2 separate regions of the Sus scrofa genome follow, and region 2 is linked to region 1. Evidence: chromatin contacts called from public Hi-C data. All regions are on one chromosome and are shown on one strand. The core of a region is the stretch at or near the end of the contact, and the rest is flanking DNA. Distances in the headings are between cores, read along the strand shown. Region 1 holds the start of CYS1 (cystin-1). Region 2 overlaps GRHL1 (grainyhead-like protein 1 homolog).

Evidence for each region. Hi-C and Micro-C count contacts between places; a contact is called where the count stands out from the background.
Region 2: a Hi-C map of omental adipose tissue shows a contact between it and region 1, with 2.2 times the contacts expected there. The contact joins the enhancer-like site here to the promoter of CYS1 in region 1. A contact is called at or near these places in 3 of 5 promoter capture datasets (fetal liver, liver and skeletal muscle), 31 of 47 Hi-C or Micro-C datasets (adipocytes, adipose tissue, alveolar macrophages and 16 more) and 2 of 2 datasets of contacts at active chromatin or transcription factors (alveolar macrophages and skeletal muscle).

The regions. Positions count from the first base shown.
Region 1 is chr3:126,396,826-126,400,733 of Sscrofa11.1, forward strand. It overlaps CYS1 (cystin-1), which reads left to right and starts at 1,477. Exons shown (of 3, transcript XM_021087851.1): 1 at 1,477-1,821. The coding sequence starts at 1,510.
Region 2 is chr3:126,468,001-126,472,060 of Sscrofa11.1, forward strand. It overlaps GRHL1 (grainyhead-like protein 1 homolog), which reads right to left. Exons shown (of 16, transcript XM_021087852.1): 12 at 3,487-3,524; 13 at 1,329-1,420; 14 at 910-995. Among named protein-coding and RNA genes, the nearest start is that of KLF11, 40 kb to the left of the region's middle. Within about 2 kb of position 2,806, at least 4 of the 83 cell types and tissues checked have an H3K27ac peak or open chromatin away from gene starts, as enhancers often do. A contact at or near this core is called in adipose tissue and omental adipose tissue, where this site is marked.

The DNA of each region.
Region 1 (3,908 bases), core at 227-2,726:
AGCTTGTCAACATTTAACAATTATTCTGCAATCCTATCTGGATTCAGATTAAGGTCAAGATGTGATTAAACCCCATTTGAGCTGTGGCTTTGGAAAGGTGAGGTTTGTTTTTTGTTTTGATTTGTTTTTTGTCTTTTTTCCATTTCTTGGGCCGTTCCGGCGGCATATGGAGGTTCCCAGGCTAGGGGTCTAATTGGAGCTGCGCCAGAGCCGCAGCAACTCGGGATGCAAGCCGCATCTGCAACCTACACCTCAGCTCACAGCAATGCTGGATCCTTACCCCACTCACTGGGCGAGGCCAGGGATCGCACCCGCAACCTCATTGTTCCTATTCGGATTCCTTAGCCACTGAGCCACAATGGGAACTCCTGGAAAGGTGAGTTTTTTTTTTTTTTTTTTTAAGGAGGTGACCCAGGGAGAAAAAGAAATTAAGTCTTAAATAAAATGCAAGCACAACCAACAATAATATCACTGGTCTTGAATTAGAAGCTTTATCCTGCTTCTTGTTCTTATCTTCGGGCTGCTTCACTTAAATATAATGTGTTTATCTTTCTTTTTTACTATCCAATGACCAAAGGCTAGAAAGAATTATGATCAGTACCTAGTGGCTTTTTTTGGGCGGGGGTGGGGACCGCTTTTCCTGCCATCTTTTAAATTTTCTTCTTTCCCAAAAGTGGTTATGTCTTAGATGGGTGTTTTTTAATGAGGCTTGGCATTCAGGTGCCAGATCGCCTTTGGGGGCAGGAGAAGAGGAACAGGAAGCCCAGGGCCCCGCGCTGCCTGCTGCCGGCTCCCGCGTGCAAAGGCTGGAGGGGGCGGTCTGGTCGGAAGAATCGCCCCCTTCCTCCTTCCTTCCGTCCGGCCCCTGCCTGCGTGGGGGGGAGAAGGGCAGAAATGGAAGGGGGCGAGGCCGAGCACCTTCTGTATCTTACCCCATCCTCAGAGGTGTTTTTAGCGCCCAGCCCCTTTCCCCAGCCTAACATCTGGGAACGAGGAGGCCAAGCCCCACGGCCCTCTAGGCTCCAGGAGGGCCAGGCCGTGGAGTCCCCTCCATCCGCATCCCCATCCCAAGCAGGTCCATCTGTGCGCCGTGGCCTTGGGAGAGCCTTCCAGAAATGAACAAAAAGGGCCCGTGGGAGCCCAGGTGTGTTCAGTGCTCCCAGGCGGTAGCGGGGACCCGGAGGGGGCCCGGGCCAGCGGGGAGGCGGGAGGGTTCGCCGCGCCCCGGGCCCTCGCCCCCGGGTCTCAGCCCCCTCCTCCAGGCCGGGGTCATCCCGGGCTCTCCGGCCGGGTCCCCCGCCCCCCGCGCGCCCCGCACCCGAGGCTCGCCCCGCCCCCCGGCCCGGTTCGCAGCCCCGCCCCCGCCCGCACCCCAGACCCGGACTCTCGCTCCCTCCTCCGCCCGCCGCGGGCCGGGCCCGCAGCCCCGGCCCCGCCGCCCCCGCCTCCGGCGTCCCCGCCCCCGGGCCGCGCTCGGCCGGCGCCACGGGCCTGCTCGGCGGGCGCGCCATGGGCAGCGGCAGCAGCCGGGGCGGCCGCGCCCTGAAGCGGCTGCGCGGCGCCGACAGCCGGCCGGCGGGGCCCGGCGGGGCAGCCCCGGAGGGCGGGACGGGGCCGCCGGCCTCGGCGACCGCGGCGGCCCGGGAGGAGGCCCCGGAGGCGGCCGAGGGGGCGGCTGGCTCCGCGGCGCCCCCCGACGGCAGGGACGAAACCCTGCGCCTGCTGGACCAGCTGCTGGCCGAGTCGGCGGCCTGGGCGCCCGGGGAGCTGGCCCCGCGCGGCCCGGCGCGGCCCCGACCCGCCGCCGGCGCCGGGAGCCCGGTGAGTGTCGGAGCCCGCGGAGCCTTGGGGGCCGCTGCTCCGCTTCCTGCCCCGGAGCCCCCTCCCCGCCGGCGCCCTGTCCCCCAGCCCCCTTCCGCCCGCCGCCGCCAGCCCCTGCCAGGCGCCATCGGCCTGCGCGGTGCCCTGTCCCAGGGTCGCCCACCGTCTCCCTGCCCCCGGAATCCCGGCGAGGTCTCTTGCCGCCTCTCCCTCCCCAGCATCCCCTCTGACTGTCTCCCTCTCTGCCTCCTCTGGGTGCTGATCAGACGGCCACCAACTTGGGGAGCGACAGGGCTGGGAGCCGCCTTGGAGGTCGGGGGACAGACCTCCTTCGGCAGAAATGCATCTCGTGGCCAGAGCGCGAGTATTTTTCCTTTGGAACTGTGGCTCCTTCCAGCCTAGGTGGGAGCTGGCGGGCGGGGGGCAGAGAGGGGACACTGCTTTTCCCTAGGTACCTTCCCCTGGGCCAGTCTCCCGGGCACGCTCGGAAGAGGGTGCCAGGAGGTGGGACCGGTAGCCAAACAGTGGTTACAAAGGCCCGGCGCGTCAGACACCTCGGCGTCTTTGCCTTGCAGTCAGGCAGTTCACATACGACCGGCTATTTTTAAGATGCTGTGCAGTCTCTCTTTGGCTTCTCTCCTCACTCTTCCAGGACGCTTGTAATAACATCCCTGCTGTTCTAGAAAAACAATAAAAATGAGCACTCTCGTTTGGCAGCAGTCTTCGCTCCTGCAGAGCTGAACGAACAAGATCCTTAATATCAGCTCCTGGGCTTGCGAGGATGTCCAAGCCAGCCCCCCCGCCCCTCCCTGGAGCCCCTCAGGCTTTGCTTAACAACTGCTGGGAGCCTGGGGGGGTGTCTGCTGGGGCAGCCACCAAGCAGTAGAATCCTGGGAGCTCCTCCTGCGAGGTGGGGGGAGGGCTGGGGGGAGGAAAAGGACCTGGCCCCCCTGACCCAGGCACAGGGCTTCTCCTGCCCTTCCCTGATGCCCCTCCCGAAGTGAGCTGCTGCAAGTGGGGCCCAATTATATAACAGGATTCCTTTAAGGTTACATCAGCGCCCAGTTACATAACCCTCAGAATGGGTAAACGGTTGAGAGATTTGGGGGAAAGCCTGAGATGGCACGGACGCAGTCTTTTAGTGTTCATTCTTCAAGTGCTTTGGAAACTTCAGAAGGGAAATGAGAAGAAAACAGCATGGACTCCCCGCCCTCTCCTCACCCCTTCCATCGCCAAGTAGCCTAGTGACTCCTAGGAGGCAGGGGGTTAAGGAGTCCACGGCCTGGAAGTTCCCGTGTAGCACAGCGGGTTAAGTGTCCGGCTGGTATTGCTGCAGCTGTGGCACAGGTTGCAACGGCCGTGTAGGCTCAATCTCGGGAACTTCCATGTGCCACGGGCACGCCCCCCCCCACAAGTCCATAGTCTAATGGAGTGCGAGATCTGCAGACAAAAATCCGATTCAGGTGGGCAGTCTGTATAGAGGGTACACAGGAGGAGCGACTGGCCCCCTGGAGGAGTTGAGTCCGCATCTCAGAAGGACAACACTTGACCCGGATCTGGAAGAGGCTGTGGCACTAGGCAGGCAGATGAACAGCGAGGAGCATTTGGGCAGAGAGAACTCTGTCTGCCAAGGTGGTGGCGCCCCGAGGCACATGGTACCCAGGGCGTGGGTGGGAGTATTGGAATTGAACGGGTCGGGAAGGGTCAATGCCAGGCTGCGGACGCGTCATGCTAGGGGCGTCCCAGGCTACAGAGCTTGGACTTTACCAAAAAAAGCCATGGGTATCTGTGCAGGACTAAGGCGAGGCCAACTGCCAGGGGCAGGATGAACTGGGCAGAGCTGGACTGGACACAGGATGACCAGCCGGGGGCTGCTTCAAGGGTCCCGAAGAGCAGGTGCCAGGTGAAGCAGTACAGCCAGAGGCCTGAAGGGACGGTGGTGTCGAGAGAGACTGGGAGGTGAAATAAGCCAGCCGTGTGGTTACTCTGTGGGACGGGGGTCGTGTGGATCCTCTTACTATAAGTGTTTCTTGAATGAGTCCTAGAGCCCTAGATTATCAGAGCTGTAAGGAAGCTTTTGCAGCCAG
Region 2 (4,060 bases), core at 1,556-4,055, 73 kb after region 1:
TCTTAGTACCTGGCAAATTACACAGGACTCTCTGCTTATTTATGGTCTCCAGCTTCCCAACTGGAACCCAAACTCCACCTGGCACCATGTCACTGACTCCTTTAACCAGTGCCCAGAGTGGTGCCTGGCCTAAGGCAGGCCCTTAACAAGGATTTGTGAAATTTGCCGTAGTCCGGGGAGCCAGGTGACACCCACTTCCAGCCCAGTCTTGTACCTGCTTTGATTCCAATTTACAAGGCCAAGGCTGACCAACATCAAGGCGGAATGCTGATTCCCTGAACTTCACCCGGGGCAAAGCCAGAATGGGGAACCAGCTGGCACCCCTTTCACATCTCTCATGTCCCAAAGGGCAGGCTGGGGTCCGTTTACTCGCTGGCCCTTTGCTGAGATCTCGCTGGAGGGGCTTCTGGTCATTTCGGGTCACACCTCTGAATTCTCACAGACAGGCTCTGGGCGAGATCTTGACCCGAGCACCGTCATTCCCCAAGAACAAGAGTTTCAAAGGCAGACCGAGCAGCCACTGTCTCTACGGAAGTTTTGAAGATTTTATTTGACTGTTCACCTCTGAGAGTTTATGACGTGGCACTCTCCCTTCAGCCCTGGATGTGAACAAGAAACTATTCCACAGGTCATCACAAAGTCACTCCGTTCAGGGGACTGGACACAGCAGAGTGACTGCACCCACCTACCAGGTGACTCGGGGGGAGGCAGCGGTGTGAGATGGGGCGGCCCTGCTACCACCGAGGACCGAGTCGGGTGCGGCAAGAGTGGACCACGCCACAGGCGCAGACAAGGCGCTGGGGGGACTCAGGACGAGAATCCGGTGGCCAGGTGAAATCTGTTCCAACCAGATTCTACCTAAGTGTGATCTGACTTTCAAAAGCGGATCATAAAGGTGCTGCTACTTACAGCCTCCATCAAGCCTTTCAAAGACGGAGTCCTGAGCATCAGGGCATCAAAGACTTCTTCCGACTCCTTCCGCACATAGAGCAGCACTGGTCCCCAGGCAGGAGGAAGCAGGGAAAAGAAAAGCACAGCTTAGTGACCAGGAGCAAAACAGAACAGACCGTGGGTGCTGGTTAAAATGCAGAGAGACGTCCACAGCCAGGACAGCAAACACGAGCCAAGACAGCGTCCGTCTTAAGGAACGGCTTCCAGCTTCTTCTGCCTCTGCTCCAAGTCCCAGCTCGAGCCAGGGGCTGGGCTGACGGAAGGAACACTCGGGAACATCCGCGAGGACAGGACCTGTTTGAGCAGCTTACGCTTTCGGCGGATTCAGAGCCCACCTCCAATTCCAATCTCCCACTAGGACGCGGACACCAACGCACCTCGCTTTGGTTCTTCTATCCGGGAGAGCTTCGCGGGAGGCGGGATCCCAAAATCGTCCTCGGACCCGTACGGCCCCCTTTTCAAGTTGGACCTGTCAGGGACCCAAAGCACAGAGTGAGGGACCTCACCTCAAATCACTCGCAGAAACAAAAGGAGTTTGGGGCTGTCTCACGGAATTTTTTTTTTTTTTTAATGGCCTTCATTCTATATCTGGTCGGACTTCCTTATTCTGTGGATGAAAATCAGAGGCCTAAGGAAAGATGCGGACCGAACCAGGCAGGTGCCACTGGATGGCAGAGCGGGGACCACACTCGGGTGCCTGCCAGGCCCCTCCCTGCGCTTACACGGCTCAAGCTGCCCTCCCAGGAAAATGCGAATGGAGCAGGTGGAGCCGAGACGCACCAGGAGAGGGCCTGCCAAAAAGGGAGGGAAAAGCAGAGCCGGGCTGCCTGAGACAGAGCGTTCCAGGGGAAGTAAATCTAATCTGGAAAAGCCTGATCATTCAGCTCCGAGGAGTTTAGATTTTAGGTTGCAGATATCGGGGAATCTTTGCAGATTCTCCTGAGACAAGGACGCTGTGATTAGTGTGTGGCAGAGACCAGAGGGAACTCCAGGACCTACAGGTAGGAGAACCAGCTGGGGACTTTGCAGACAATCCCAGCATACAATTCCAAAGGGTTACAATTCAGCAGTGTCAGCAGAAGGACGAAGGGGGGAGTGTTTACAGGCACGTCGGAAGAAAGACACAAAAAGATCAGAGTGATTGGCTGTCAAAGGCACAGTTACAGCGTGTTTGGTGCTGTGAGGTTCAGAGGTGAGCAAGAAAATGGTAAAATAACTGATAAGGACGTTAAGTGCTTGTTTTTGAGCAGAATCATCACTTCCAGGACAGAGGTCTGCCTCAGCTTCCAGCACATCACCCGCCGAGGATGAAGGCACTGGCAGAACGTTGGCAGAACACAGAATTAAAGAGGCGGTGGTGAACCCGCCTTCCGAGAGGCGGCCGTGGCCGGCGTGGGAGCAAGGCTGGCCCGCGAGGGGGACCAGACCCTCTACGTGGCAGAGCGCAGAGCGGGAAGGCTGCCAGGGTGGGCAGTCGGGGCTAGGCGGGCTGAGGAGGGTGCCCACGGGTGTGGGAAGCAGCAGCACCTCAACAGCAATGAGCACCCGTAGGGGCTCAGTTTCTAAAGCCCAACCTGCACCCCAAGGAGCCAGGGCTCCCTGGAGAAGAGGCCGCTTTCGGCTGGAGAAGGGAAAGCACAGGTGCCTGGAACACATCATGCCTGAAAGCGAGGACGTGCTGGGGGCAGGGGGGCATGCCCAGGGCAGCCAGGAGCAAGCCTGAGGGACTCCGCAGCCCTCAGGGCAGTGGGAGCAGAGGAAATGATGATGCTGGGTCACGGCGGATGGAAGACAATGGGCACGCGTGCGTCCATGCTGAGAGGAACGTGTACAGAAAGAAATGCCACGTCATCGAGGACTGAACCACTGACAAAGCTGCGAAGCACTTCCTCGGGGAGGAGCCTGGCAGGCAGCACCTCAGTCAAGCCATCAGCGCCCGAGTGCTGTCAGCAAAGGCCGGGTGAGGCTCCACTGGGCCCTCCTTCGCCCAGTCAAGGAAATTCCTGGGACAACTGGCCAAGCCTGGCTGGGGTGAGTGGACTGGCTGGTACCAGGGTCGCAGTGGTAACATCCTGACTTTGCTCCGCAGGAGAACATCCTTGTCTGTGGGTACAAACCACACACCAAGCTACTTGAGGATGAGGGGTCAGCAGTCGACTCTCGCACGGCTCAGGAAAAAGTCAGTTCTTTGTGCTGTCCTTACTCTTTTTTTTTTTTTTTTTCTTGTCTTTTTGCCTTTTCTAGGGCCACACCCGTGGCATATGGAGGTTCCCAGGCTAGGGGTCTAATCAGAGCTGTAGCCGCTGGCCTATACTACAGACACAGCAATGTGGGATCCGAGCTGCGTCTGCAACCTACACAGCTCACGGCAACGCCAGATCCTTAACCCACTGAGCGAGGCCAGGGATCGAACCCACAACCTCATGGTTCCTAGTCGGATTCGTTAACCACTGAGCCATGTCCTTACTCTTAAACATTTGAGATTGTTTCAAAGTAAAAAGAATTTACTAAAAGAAAACAAAACATAAATCTTACCCTTCACCCTCCAATTCTTCCGAGGTAATGGGAAGGACCTAAGACCAAAAAAAATAAATAAAAAATAAAAAACTGCTGTTCAAGCATAGGCTCAAATACCTCAGACCTTAAATGAATTCTTCCTAAAATGAAAATCCTTTTTCATTTGACCGATCTCACATAAAACCCTTTAGCTGTATTTTTTAAGGACCAGATGCTTAGGGGTGTCTTAAACTCCTCTGGCAAACTTCGGCCCTGGGCCGAGCCTGGCCCAGTGCCCGCTGAGGCCAATCTGGTCTTTACGGGCACACAGCCAAGCTCACCAATGACGCGGTGTCTACGGCGGTTTTGGCAGAGCCGCAGAGGCGGGCAGTTGCAACAGAGAGCACCCGACCCCCGCAAAGCCCCAAAGATCTACTCTTTGGCCCTTTACGGCACAACACTGCTGACCCCTGCTCAGCCCAAAGCGTCTCTAGAAAGGGAATACCCTGGTGGCGGCTTCCTCCAGGAACTCAGAAAGTCTGCAGGAAGCCGCACAGAAGGGCAGGGCAGACGCCTTTGGGGTATTTCTTAGATCTCAGCCTGGAGGGGATGC